3 separate regions of the Mus musculus genome follow, and all the other regions are linked to region 1. The links are chromatin contacts, called in public promoter capture Hi-C maps. All regions are on one chromosome and are shown on one strand. The core of a region is the stretch at or near the end of the contact, and the rest is flanking DNA. Distances in the headings are between cores, read along the strand shown.

The links. Promoter capture Hi-C pulls out the DNA fragments that hold promoters and counts their contacts.
Region 2: a promoter capture Hi-C map of cranial neural crest shows a contact between it and region 1. The contact joins the promoter of Med1 here to the promoter of Hspb9 in region 1. A contact is called at or near these places in 2 of 39 promoter capture datasets (cranial neural crest and pre-B cells).
Region 3: a contact with region 1 is called in a promoter capture Hi-C map of maxillary cranial neural crest. The contact joins the promoter of Pgap3 here to the promoter of Hspb9 in region 1. A contact is called at or near these places in 4 of 39 promoter capture datasets (cranial neural crest, liver, maxillary cranial neural crest and 1 more).

Annotation. Positions count from the first base shown.
Region 1 is chr11:100,711,853-100,716,448 of GRCm38.p6, reverse strand. It overlaps Hspb9 (heat shock protein, alpha-crystallin-related, B9), which reads right to left and starts at 2,520. Exons shown (of 1, transcript NM_029307.2): 1 at 1,874-2,520. The coding sequence starts at 2,506. The coding sequence ends at 2,000. Rab5c (RAB5C, member RAS oncogene family) reads left to right here. Exons shown (of 6, transcript NM_024456.5): 6 at 287-1,446. The coding sequence ends at 402. Kat2a (K(lysine) acetyltransferase 2A) reads left to right here and starts at 3,982. Exons shown (of 18, transcript NM_001038010.2): 1 at 3,982-4,368; 2 at 4,513-4,596. The coding sequence starts at 4,045.
Region 2 is chr11:98,191,429-98,196,024 of GRCm38.p6, reverse strand. Med1 (mediator complex subunit 1) reads left to right here and starts at 2,732. Exons shown (of 17, transcript NM_001080118.1): 1 at 2,732-2,966. The coding sequence starts at 2,942. Gm38963 (a long non-coding RNA gene) reads left to right here. Exons shown (of 4, transcript XR_880193.2): 3 at 848-941; 4 at 1,988-2,089.
Region 3 is chr11:98,397,957-98,402,552 of GRCm38.p6, reverse strand. It overlaps Pgap3 (post-GPI attachment to proteins 3), which reads left to right and starts at 2,063. Exons shown (of 8, transcript NM_001033537.2): 1 at 2,063-2,338; 2 at 3,571-3,668; 3 at 4,505-4,596. The coding sequence starts at 2,158.

The sequences.
Region 1 (4,596 bases), core at 1,271-3,770:
AATGCCTGGACCAGTCTAAGTGTTATTCTCCCTGCCCATGTCAGAGCCTTCCATTGCCATGTCTTCCCCCATAGGACTTTAGCTCATTTGCCTCAGGAATCCTTCTGTCTATGAGTTCAAATCCTGGCAATGCCGGTTGTCACTCGGGTTTTGGGCAAGTTCTCTGCTTCAGTTTCTAGGGACACAGTATACCTGGCACACAAGCCCTCCAGTATTCTGGCTGTCACTGAGTAGGGGAGAGTGTTAGGGTGACCTCAAAACCTACTTCCCCTTCTCTCCCTAACAGCTAAGAAGCTTCCCAAGAATGAGCCCCAGAATGCGGCTGGGGCTCCGGGCCGAACCAGAGGTGTGGATCTGCAGGAGAGCAACCCAGCCAGCCGGAGCCAGTGCTGCAGCAACTGAGCCCCCTTACCTGCCACTGCCCCCACTCCTCCACCACAATGACCCGACTGGAATCTACTCTAACCAATCGCACTTAACAACTCGGGCCACCACTGGGGGCAGGGGAAGGGTCCATCAAGAATTCTCCGCATAACTTTGATCCTAGGCCGGAGGGAGTTATTCCACCTGCACCTTTCTGTACAAATACTAATTCAATTTTAAGTCTTAAGTCACTTTTTTAATATATATGATCTTCTGCTCTTCCCAGGTCCCTTTCTCCCGCTCCCCCACTTGCCCTTTGCTGGTAGTAGCCATGCTCCTGTGCTCCTCATCCGTGGGGACAGGGCTTGGAGCAGTCACCCTTTCTTCCCTTCTTGCTGGAGAGCGGACTCAGCAAGAGCACCCACATCTTAACTTGTTGGGAGCGTCTTAGGCTGGGGCAGTGGGCAGGCCCTGAGCTGGGGAAGGGACAGGCTGCTCTTCCCTCAGCTGGCTGTCAATCAGGCTGCAGCCTCCTCCCCAACTGACTCCCAGCTGGGAGAGAAACCGCAGCATTACTTAAGCATCATTATTGACAGCCGGACACCCATGGCCCAGGATCCCTCCACCCTTGGTCACTCTGACCTCTGGCTCTGAGCCCTGTTCTGACCAAATCACGATGATGAGTATTTGGGGGTGGGTGGGTAAGGGGGGGGAGTGGGAGGGATGGAACCAACTTTTTCTGTATTTTGTATTGTATGTTTTCTTCACCATGTAACCAATCAGTATCTTGTCAATATAGTCAGCCGATCGATCGACCTCACGCTTGTCTTCCTCGTCCTTCTCTGGCAGCTGATCAGGCCATACGTAGCCTCTCTGTTTTTCCTGAAGTTAATTTAAATGAATCATCCAATCTCATTAAATGGCTCTACTCCCTGTGTGTGAGAGGATGCTGGTGGTCATGGTAACCAAAAGAAAGAAGCCCTGCTGTTGGTAGTTCTGATGGTGGAAGAGGATAGGACTGACCTGGGGCTGACATCTGTCTCCCCCCAGCTTACATTAAAGGATATGCAACCTGTATTTGAAGATTGTTGGTGTCTGAAGTGACCTGTGAGGGTTTTTTGATAGGACCTAATTAGGACTCAGACCTTTTTTTTTTTTTTAAATATCTCCTCTCCCTGACGAGGAACACCGAGTACTGGTCGTAAGGCCGGTGCTACAGCCCATCACTACCACTGTCCTTCGTGACACCTCCATGCCAGGTTCAACACTGTCCATCCTGGTTCAGACCATCAGCTGATTCTGAATGGCAACAGCTAGGCTGTCCCAGCTCTCTGCTGCTCCCTGCTGGAGCTATTGCTATTGGCTAAATCCATACACACCCCTAGTTTATCTCAGGGCCAGAAACTTGATTATTGATGTACTTACTACCACCTTGAGTTCCCTCCCCTGGTCACCCTACTCCCTACAGCTCCAACCCTTCACCCTCAGGAAAAAAGCAGGAGGACTTAAGGCTGCTGCACACCTCGGTTTAATACATTAGGGTAGGTTGTAGTGCCTAGGGCCTCCCCTCCTGAGTCTCAGGGCCGAGTCTGTTTGGGCTTCAACTCTTCTCCCGCAGGAAGAACGCTAAGAGACTCTAAGGATTCTTCACACTTTCGTTTTGTAAGGAGCTCTTAGGCCCTCCCCTCCTGGGTTTCTGGGACTGGCCTGTTTGAGCTTCAGGGGGAGGTAGGCACTTGTTTTGTCCCCTGAGCCACAGATGGCCAGAGGGGGTCAGGCTGCAGGTCATGGCTGCAGGATCTAAGGTCGGCGGGAGCTGCATTTGTCGGTGAACACTCTGCTCCATGCGGTAGCGGCCCCTGCTCGGGTCATTCGACTCGTGTTGCCGCTGGCCGGTCACCGTCAGATTCTGGCCGTCTATCCGCACCACCAAGTCCTCCGGAGCGAAACCTTGGGCATCCACCTTTATTTGGAAACTTGGTTGCTCACAGCCATTGCCCTGCACCTCATCCCTGAGCAGCCTCACTGGTAGAGTGGCCACTTGATTCCGTTCAGCAAGGGCCACGCTGGGACATCGGGAAGCTACCCGGTTTTCCCCGGGTTCGCGCTGCCCGGTGGAGAAACTGCTTCCTACCCGCTGCATCCGAGAGTGCAACTGCTGCCTGAGGGCGCGAGGGCTCCCCAACCCCCCATCCGGGGCGGGTGCGAAGAGGAAGGGCCCGCCCACTCTTCCCATCCAGAAGGGCAAAAACACTCAAGTCGCTGTCTTATCTTCCTTGCAAGCGCTGCAGCTTTTGTCCAGAACCGGCTTCTGCTTCTCCCTGGGCCCTTCTCTCACATCAGAGGGCAGGAAGGAGGCTATGAAGGAACTGGATCACCTGAATGTGCGGGGTTACAGCTCCATCCTGGGAGCTGATGGGATTGAGCAACGGGGTTGAAAAGGTCTGGCTTGCTCTGCCCTGCCCTGCCCTGCCGGCCCTGCCCTACCCTGCCCTTTTAAGAATCGGGCCTGGGGCAAGGAAAATTGTTCTCTGGACTGAGCCAAAAGAGGGGGCCTTTCTGATCTTCCAGGAAGAACTATCCCTGACCTTTCACAGTCTACCTCTACAATGGGAAGAAACTGTCTATTTCTCTGGCTTTCCTCCACCCCCACCCCCCCATTAAGGAGTGGGCAGGGAAAAAGATGGAGGTAGGATGGAAGGGTATGAGGTCAGGAATCCTCTCCATCTTCAAAGCTGCCTAGGCGAGCCAGAAGAGGGGACCACCCCCTACCCTCCGCATCTTCAGTGTTGGTCTCTCTGGTTCTTTAGTTCTCAGCACACACAAACACACTCCCCCCCCCCTTTCCTGCCCACTCCCAACACACACACACACACACACACACGAATGCCCGTGCATGAACACACACATTCAACAGCAGCATGGCCCACAACTATGTCTCTTTGTTCTTTTGAAAATAAAACCGTTTCTGTTTAACAGCAACCCAAGTATAGAAAAAGCTGATTGTCACTGGGCAGTGATGGCGCATGCCTTTAATCCCAGCACTTGGGAAGCAGAGCCAGGCGGATTTCTGAGTTCGAGGTCAGCCTGGTCTACAGAATGAGTTCCAGGACAGCCAGGGCTTCACAGAGAAACCCTGTCTCAAAAAACAAAATAAAACAAAACAAAACAAAACCCAAAAACTGATTGTCAAAGTTAATTCATAAGTGTGAACACCACAGTACAAATAGTAGAATTAATGTTACATTTTATCTCTATTGTAGCTGCAAGCCTTAGCCGGCAGCCACAATAGGGCAGGCTTTTGCAATGTGGGAGCCAACCTCAGGCCCAGGCCTGTTCTTCCACCTATGGACTTTAAAAGGGCAGCATCCACAAATCCTCCAGACGGCCAGTGTTCTGGGGTGCCTCTTGTTCCCAAGAGGATAGTAATTGTCACTATCTCGGATGGCTTAAAAAAGATTAGAATGAAGTAATGGTCAAATCTAGGATGCTCAACCAAGCGACATTTGGTTGTCTGGAACCAAGAAAAAAAAAAGTATGGAAGGCCAAAGGATGGGAAGCGGCAAAGGAAGACTACGACTCCCATCGTGCGCCGGGGCCGTGACGCCTGCGCACTGTGCGCCGGTTGCCCATGCGGCCCTAGGGCTGGGAGCGCGGCGCCGCTCCGCTGCGGGGGAGGCCATGGCGGAACCTTCCCAGGCCCCAAACCCGGTCCCGGCAGCGCAGCCCCGGCCCCTTCACTCCCCAGCCCCTGCCCCAACTTCGACTCCTGCGCCCAGTCCGGCTTCAGCCTCCACTCCGGCTCCGACTCCGGCACCAGCCCCTGCCCCAGCTGCAGCCCCAGCTGGGAGCACAGGGAGTGGGGGCGCCGGGGTAGGAAGTGGGGGGGATCCGGCTCGACCTGGCCTGAGCCAGCAGCAGCGCGCTAGCCAGAGGAAGGCGCAAGTCCGGGGTCTGCCGCGTGCCAAGAAGCTTGAGAAACTAGGGGTCTTCTCAGCTTGCAAGGTGGGGGCGGGGCCTAGAGCAAAAGGGGCGGGGCTTGGGGCATCCAAGGTCTGGGGTAGGAATGGGGGGCGAAGCTCTAGCCATAGAGCCGCTCTTGCGCTTGGGATGCAGACAGCATCAGGGAACTGAACCTTCCCCCTCCAGGCCAATGAAACCTGCAAGTGTAATGGCTGGAAAAACCCCAAGCCCCCCACCGCACCCCGCATGGACCTCCAGCAGCCAGCTGCC
Region 2 (4,596 bases), core at 1,483-3,982, 2.5 Mb after region 1:
CAGTAGCATCCCTACACACATCACAAATACAAAAGCACACTAAGACCGTTTCCAGATATTCACAAAGATCTCTTCTTACTAAATGTGTGCTGCTGGTTCTGCTTTTGTGAACCATGCTGTCTGTTAGGATGGCTTTGGGAAATGTTTGACTAGCCTTTGGTTGGTTCGTTGGAGACATCTCACTATGTAGCCCTGGCTGTCCTGGAACTCACTTTGTAGACCAGGCTAGCCTTGAGTCTCCCTGTCTCTGCCTCAGCAGTGCTGGGATTAAAAGCCTGAATAGCATTTTAAAAAAATTTTTTTTTTTTTTGAGGGCTGCAGAGATAGATCGCCCAGTGTTTAAGAGCACTGGGTGCTCCTCCAGAGGTCTTGAGTTCAATTAGCAACCACATGGTGGTTCATAATCATCTATAATGTGATATGATGCCCTCTGTGGCATGCAGGTATACACACAGATAGAGCACTCATATCCATTAAAAAAATTTTTTTTTGAGACCAGGTCTCTCTACATGAATCTGGTTGGTCTAGAACTTGGTGTGTAGACATGCTGGCCTCTCTGTCACAAATCTGCCTACCTCTGTCTCCAGAGTTCTGCGATTGAAAGTATTCGACACAACCTAGGCAGCAGTGGCACACCCTTTAATCCCAGCACTCTAGGCAGAGGCAGGAGGATCCCTTAGTAGGAGGCCAGCCTGGCCTACAGAGCAAGATCCAGGACAGCCAGGGCTACAGAGAGAAACCATGTCTCAAAAAAAAGAAAGGAAGAAAGAAAGAAAGAAAGAACAAATGAACTACACTAAGATCAGATCTTTTACTCACTGTTGAAGTTTATTCTGATTGTTTCCAGAGGTCATGAACGTCTCAGAATTACAGAAATTGTGTTTGTGAAGATTTATCAAGACATTGACTGAAGATGTTTTTTGTGATTCATATTGTAGAGAGTAAGTTAAACGTGTGTTTTCACTGGTGTTATAAAAATCAATGATAATACATAGTAGAATCAGAAAAAAAAAAGTTCTCTAACCTAAAATCCTATGTAGTCTTATAAAATGTATAAAACTGAATGAAATAGGTTAGACTTGCTTCCAGGGTGTGTAAAAAGCACCAGTACTGGAGTGTAGGTGCTGTGGTGCTGAACATAAGCAGGATGAGGAAGCCGGTGGATCTTTGTGAAGTCAGGCCAGTCTGACCATGCATCCAGGCCCCGAGCAGCCAGAGCTACAGGAGCCCTGTCTCAAAACCAATAAGACAAACAGCAACAAAAGCCTAAAGTACTGCGGTCCTCTTTTTAAGAATTTTAGATATTACTTTAACAGTTTCTGTGCTTGATATAGGTTAAGTCCTTATTTATTTACTATAAATTGTGCATTACCTCTGTACAAATGGGAAACAAATTAAGCTCAATTTAGATCAATATACTGTTAATTTCTGTACAGAGCCAAGCTCAACATGGTAAACGATGATAATGTTTTCCAAAAATCATCTTCTTTGTGTGTGTGAAGTCATTCTTTTTTTGTTTTGTTTTTGTTTGTTTGTTTGTTTTGTTTTTTGGGTTTTTTTTTTTTTTTTGGTTTTTCGAGACAGGGTTTCTCTGTGTAGCCCTGGCTGTCCTGGAACTCACTCTGTAAACCAGGCTGGCCTCCAACTCAGAAATCTGCCTGCCTCTGCCTCCCTAGTTCCTTTCTTTTTCTTTTATTTATTATATATATATGTATGTATGCGTGTATATGTGTATATGTATGTGTGTGTGTGTGTGTATATATATATACTGTACCTGTCTTCAGACACTCCAGAAGAGTGAGTCAGATCTCATTACAGATGGTTGTGAGCCACCATGTGGTTGCTGGGAATTGAACTCAGGACCTCCTGAAGAGCAGTCGGTGCTCTTAAATTAACTGAGCCATCTCTCCAGCCCCTTCTTTCTTTTTTTTAAACAACATAACTGCTTCTGGTTCTTCAGGAAATTTCACCTTCCCACTTTCTCTAGGAATTAAACCCAGGACTTCAGACATGCTAATCAGGTATGTTGCTGGTGAGTTACAAGTCTTGTCATCTTACAAATCTTACTTTTTTGTTGTTTTGTTTTGTTTTTGTCCAGGCAAGGTTTCTCTGTAGCCTTGGCTGTCCAGAAACTTTGTAGACCAGGCTGCCCTCATACTCAGAGATCTACCTGCCTCTCCCTTCAGAGCGCTGGGATTAAAGGTGTGCGCCACCACCAGGCAAACTCTAAACACCCAAACACTAAAACTCACTGGAAATCTTTCAGTAGAGATTATTTTGTAAGGACCGGTTTTCACTATCCCCTTCCTCATTGGGATTATAGGAGTGTGCCACTTTTCCAGGTGCTCAAAGAGCAAACATTTTGTTTCGTTTGAGACAGGGTTTCTCTGTGTAGCCATGGCTGTCCTGGAACTCACACTGTAGACCAGGCTGGCCTCGAACTCAGAGTTCCGCCTGTCTGCTGGGATCAAAGGCTTGAGCCGCCACCACCGCGGGACGGAAGAGCTAACGCTTTTAATTTACAAATTGTGTAACTGTCGGGATGCAAACATAAACTTTCAGAGAGATGTCAACTCTGGGCACACACCCTTAGACGCCAAGGTGTGAATTCTGAGCCAATCGGAGCCGGGCCTGCTAGAGATCCTGCGGGGAGGACGAAATCAGCCAACCTCCGCGAGACTTTGGTGCGGTTCCTTCTTCCTCCGTCTCACAGGAACACGATTAATCTCGCGATCTTTGGGAAGTTCCGTTGGGGAAGATGGCGGCGGCCGCGAGCACCCTTCTCTTCTTGCCGCCGGGGACTTCAGACTGAGCCTTCCCCGGAAGAGTCGGGGCCGCTGGTGCGCCGCTTCCCCGGAGCCCAGGCTAACTTGGTTCCCCTCTGAGTGGCGGGGAAAGGCTCCCCGGCTCGTGGCGGACCCAAGACCTCCCCGCTGTCAGGATGAAGGCTCAGGGGGAAACCGAGGGTGAGTGACTGGGGGGTGGCGGGGAAGGAGGGGCGGTACACCGCTGCGGCGAGCCAATCCGAGAGAGGAGGTGGGGACCCACGCCCCTCCAGGGCCACCGTGCGTGGGACCGGATCCTGGTGGAATGTGCATCTTAGATCCCGACCGAGCCCTACAGATGCTGGAGCGCCTCCTCCGGGGCGCTGCTCCCCCGTCTCCTCCACTCGTGAAAGGTTTTCTGCGGGACGAGGGACGAGGAAGTTGAGCCTCAGGGTACTTTGAGCTTAGCCCGGTGGGACCCAAGGAGAGGGAAACTGAAACTTGTTGATGCTTTGTTCCAGGAGAGATCGCTGAAGATGACACTAGAACAATGTAATGTCAAAGTAATGGAGGGTGTTTTAGCCGGAGTGACTTGCTTGGTTCGATCTTCATCATAGTAAAAGCGGGCCGTTTATTACTTGGAAGGTCATAGTGTTCAAATACTGTGCTGTGTCTTTACGAACTGCTTTCAGTTGTGCACGACCGGTGGCTTTAAAGCTTGGGGGAGAGGTGTTCAGAACTATAAACTGGCAGGAACAATCCCCAAACCAGTTTCCCAGTTGAGGGAAGAAAAGGGAAGGGATAGAATCTTCTTTGTTTCTTGAGACAAGGTCCCCCTGCCTCAGCCTCCCAAGTGCGGGCTTACACACCTCTCGGCCAGCTAAGAGTTTGATTCTTGGTTCAGATACTCCCTCCCACGACCTGGACTGGCTTATCCAAAAATGAAGTCTCGACATTTGTAGCAAAGTGGACGATACTCAAAATAAGCCATATTAAGATAAATAGCACATTTTCTCTTATGAGGAATCTCGACGTAGGTATGTGTTGGTGTGTGTTGGTTGTGAAAACATGGGACCATGTGGGAACAAAGGAGGTCTGCAGGATAGAAAGGTTAGTGGAATATGAAATGAAGTGAGAGGTTTGGCTGTTTGGAGGTTGGGGCAGTGTGGCTCTCAGAGGGAGAGGACTTGGACCAAGTATAATGGCCTATATGTATAAGAATGCCAAAATGATATGCATTGCTTTGTATGTTAATTTAAAGATAATTTAGAGGCTGGGAATGTAGAGCAGTGGTTAGAGTAATGTCTTCTTGTCCATGGGTTCAATTCCCAGCACCAAAAGAAAAGGAAAAAGGGAGCCAGGTGTGGTGGCCCACAGCTTTAATCCCAGCACCTGGGAGGCAGAGGCAGGCGGTTTCTGAGTTCGAGGCCAGCCTGGTCTACAGCGTGAGTTCCAGGACAGCCAGGGCTACGCAGAGAAACCCTGTCTCCAAAAACCAAAACAAAACAAAACAAAAAAAACCCCTAATTATTTTTTTTTTAAAGATTTTATTTATTATATATGTAAGTACACTGTAGTTGTCTTCAGACACTCCAGAAGAGGGTGTCAGATCTCATTATGGATGGTTGTGAGCCACCATGTGGTTGCTGGGAATTGAACTCAGGACCTTCAGAAGAGCAGTTAGTGCTCTTAACCTCTGAGCCATCTCTCCAGCCCTAAAACCCCTAATTATAATAACGTCTTCCTTAAATTGTGCTCCAAGTATATCCTTCAAGGTGTTGTGAGCCCAAGGGTCCAGTGAGAAACCCTGTCTTAAAAACTAACACGCAAA
Region 3 (4,596 bases), core at 814-3,313, 2.3 Mb after region 1:
AATGCCTATACTCCCGCATTTAGGAGGCAGAGGCAGGACGATTCTAATTTGGAGACCACTCTGGGCTATACATTAAGACCTTATCTCCACAAAAACCAGTAATTTCCTCATCCCTATCAACTGGATGGTCCACTTCAAAGACAGTACTTACGTTATATTTAGCTGGAAGAAGTGTCATTCACAGAAGATTCAGGGTGAATGATATACCCTTGAGCTCTTCGCTGGTTAAATGAAGGTAATTCCATAGTACTTCTTGCTCATCCACCTTCGATTTAGTAATCCTTAAATCCTACCCCACAACCCTAATTCCCTCTCCAGGATGTAAAGAGAGAATTACCATGAACAAAAACAATGGGGGGGGGGGCGGGGAGGAGGGGAGGGAGGCAGGATTTAGTTACATGACATCAAAGCTACAGAAAGATTTGGGTGCTGGTGGTTGGGCACAGAGATGGGGGTGACTGAAGCAAGTGTCTCGATCAAGGTATATGTGTCTACATGCAATGCCTGAAAAGACAGGAAAAAGTTCTTCCATCCCCTGGAGCTGGATTTGCAAATGACCCTGAGCTGCCTCTGTGGATGCTAGGAACTGAGCTCTAGTCCTCTGCAGGAACAACATTCATTCTTCACTGATAAGCCACCTCCCCAGCCCCTGAGAGTGCAGTGTGTGTGAGTGTGTGTGTGTGTGTGTGTGTGTGTGTGTGTGTGTGCTGCAGCACACTTGATGTCAGAGGACAACTCTGTGGAGAGGATTCTCTTTTCCCACCTTTATTGAGTTCTGGGAATCGAGTTCAGTGAAGAGCCTTCACTCACAGGTGGCTAGCCCACCCAGACAGTTTTAAGTTGTTCATTTACTTAAAGAAGGAAAGAAAGAGAGAGAGAGAGAGAGAGAGAGAGAGAGAGAGAGAGGGAGGGAGGGAGGGAGGGAGGAAGGAAGGAAGGAAGGAAGGAAGGAAGGAAGGAAGGAAGGAAGGAAGAAGGATCTCAAAGTGTCTCCCATGGAAAGCAAAGTTCTACTTTAGTGCCAGAGGTGAGCAGGACAAGAAAGGACTCCATCCCATCGGGGAAAGACAAGCCACTACATAGTATCCATCCAGTGCTAACAATCATCCTTAAAACACAGCCTTTAATTGGTAACAGGAAAACAAGCAGGAGCAAGAGGGCCAAAGCACACAAGGACAAGAGACTCTGGAGACATGGACCTTTAAAGTGCATCTGGAGCAACAGAGTGAAGACCAGCAGGCCAGGCCAGGCTGAGTTGAGGAGTTAGTAAGGAATTGTAAGAAAGAGATTGGTCAACCTTGAATTTTAGAAAGTGGAGCCGTGGTTAGTTTTGGGTTTTGTTGTTGTTCGTTTTTGTGTTTGTGTCTGCTTGACACTGGCTAGGGTCATCTGGGAAAAGGGTACCTCAATTAAGAAAATAAATGCTTCCTTCAGACTGGCCTGTCAGCAAGTCTACAGAGGACACTCTCTTGATTAATAATTGACATGGGAGGGTCCATACCACTGTGGGAGGTGCCAACCCTGGGCAAGTGGTCCTGGGTGTTGTTAAGTGACTAAGCCAGTAGGCAGCACTCCTTCGAGGCCTCTGTTTCCGCTCTTACCTCCAGGTTCCTGCCCTGGCTTCCCTCCATGATGGCTTGTGATGGGGTGACATAAAGCAAACCCCAAGTTGGTCTTTATCACAGTAACACAAAGCTAAATAGGAGAGAAATGCCTACTGGAGGGGACCAAAGTAGAGACAAAGACACCTGTTAAGAAGTTCTTCAGCTCTTTTAATGGCAGCGTCTTTAATCAAGATGCTGACATAAGAAATGGGGATAAGTGGGGTACCCAGAACATTTGGAAACTGGAATCTAAGAGAGTGGGTGACAGAAAGGCGTCTGCTTGAAACAAAGACCGTGTAAAATAGAAGGGAGAAAGTACACTTAATTTGCTCCTGGGCGCAAATCGCCCCTTCTCCTTAGGTGCTGTATATGAAAAGAGGAGACAGCAGTATAGAGGTGGGGTACCCGCCCACTGAAATCCGGGAACTTTTATTTAAAGTGGGCGGGCGTCAGCGGAGGATGCAACGATGAACACAGGTACTTCCGGTTGTTACGGAAGTGGGACTTCGTCTTCTCCCAAGCTCCTCCCTCAGCGGCCGGGCACAGTGACAGAATGGCCAAGCGGACGGCGCCGCTGCTGCTGCTAACCTTGGCAGTGGGACTCGCGGGGGGTTCCCAGGGCGACCGCGAGCCCGTGTACCGCGACTGCGTGCTCCGATGCGAGGAACGGAACTGTTCGGGAGACGCACTGAAGCACTTCCGCTCCCGCCAGCCAATCTACATGAGCCTAGCTGGTAAGCCCCGCCCACCCGTGAAAGCCCCGCCTGTTCGTCTTGGCTCCGCCTACTGTGCCCTGCTGTTCTGCAACTTAGAACCTCAGTTTCCCTCAGCGTTCTCTCAAGAGTGTTAATGTCAGGAGCCTCCTGAGTGTGTGTGGAGGGGTGGGAAGGTGGGGGGGGGGCTATTGCATCAGCCTACCCCACCTTTCCAGAGGTTTCATGTTATTTATTCAAACCACTACTTTTTAAATACAAAGAAGACCTGAAGTAACCCAGGAAGCAGACCAGGAGCCTGCCCTTCTGGGCTTATAATCCCCAGGCAGGTGAACATTAGCCTTCTCCAAGACAGAATAGTTTGAGACCTAATGGGCCCATAGGTTAAGCACTATACGCATTTGGAAGTGAAAGGGACGGAGTCAGCTTCAGTGGGTGGAGGCAGGGTGTTCAACCACAGAACAATTTAAACAGGATGGAATTGATGTCAACCAACATATTGAGCACCCACGTTGGACGGGTGTCACAGCAGGTCAGCTGGCTTTCACCACAACCCCGTCAGATACTTTCCCTAATCCGCTTTAAAGATGAGAACACTCAGAGAGACTAAGTACCTTGCCCAAGGTCACACCGTCTGTAAAGTGGCAGAGCAGAATTCCCAGATCTGACCTGTTTGACCAACAGCTCCTCCACATTATTATCCGGTTTCCATTCCAGACAGAGGCAACAGAGAGCTTGGAGGTCCTAGGAGGATTTGGGTACATGAAGCATCTTGGTTTACCCAGAGATCAGGGAGCAGGAAGATTAGGGGCAATAAGGAAACAAAGGTACCGGGGAACCTGAGGAGTCTGATGAAAGGTCTGAGCTCGATTTTCACAGGACATAGGAGGGCACCAAAGATCCCTCCCTGGGTTCAGGATGGACAAGTATGAACCTAGGTCTCCAAGAGGGGCCTGCCAGATCCTAAGAGCTTAGATCAAGGGAGAAGAAACTATTCTCTTTGCTCCCACTGATATAATATATTCTCCCCCCCCCCCCGCTGTGTGTGTGTGTGTGTGTGTGTGTGTGTGTGTGTGTGTGCGTGCGTGCTCGAGCGCACACCCACCCTCTCTTCTCTGTCCAACTGGGAAGTAAGATTCTGAGATTTCCGCTGATTCTGTCCAGCCTTCAGGTCCTCTTGGTCTCCATTCGTGCCTGGAGGCTTATGCCTCCCTAAGTCCTCACACAGCTGTAGTCCTGTTTGTCTGTTTCAGGCTGGACCTGTCGGGACGACTGCAAGTATGAGTGTATGTGGTTCACTGTTGGCCTCTACCTTCAGGAGGGCCACAGAGTGCCTCAGTTCCATGGCAAGGTGAGTCGGGGGCTCAGGGATGGTACATGGTGGCCCTTCAGCCCCGAGCTGGTCCATGCCATCCCAGCAGCCTGAGATGCAGTGTCACAGGGTGCGGAGAGATAGGACAGGTACTTGCGCTCAGCATCTCTTCCTTTTCCAAGGGTGCCAGTGTGTCCTGCTTCTGAATTTGGAGGAATAAGGTCTGTGTCCCAAGCCAATTGTGATGGCACACACCTTTAATACCTGCCTCTGGGAGGTAGAGGCCGGTGGCTCTCTGTGAATTTAAGGCCCACCTAATCTGTGCAGCCAAGGCTTCATAGTGAACCCCTCTCTCCAAAAAACAAAACCACAAGCAGAAAGACCCCCTTGCAGTACCCACAGACCCTGACTGAGATGTTCCTGTCCCTGCTTCTCCAGTCAGAGTCTAGATCATCAGAAATACCCTTCAGACCCCCACCACCACCTCGGCTCTGTGCCCACTGTTACCTCATTTTGGCCTGTGGGGTTGCCAGGAACTGGTCACCCTACTTTACCACAAAGCAGCCAGGCGCCCCGAGGACGATGGCAATCAGTTGAAGGGGGATGGGGCCTACATCTGGATGGCAGGTCTGTATGGTTTCACCCCATGTGTCTGCTGTCCCCAGTGTCAGGCTCCCATGGCAGTGGCTGCCTGCCAGCCAGGGAAAGACTCTCATCTTAACCAGGGACTTCTGGAGAGATACCCATTAACTTGAGGGAACTTGAAATCCTGAGCTGAGGAACCAGCTGGAGTGCTGTCAGTGCAGCCGTCATGGAAAGGTGGACCAGGCTGGGTAGGGGCTGCCACTCCTCACCTCCCTGTGCTCCTTTTTCAGTGGCCCTTCTCCCGGTTCCTGTTCATCCAAGAGCCAGCTTCTGCCGTGGCCTCACTCCTCAATGGCCTGGCCAGCCTGGTGATGCTCTGCCG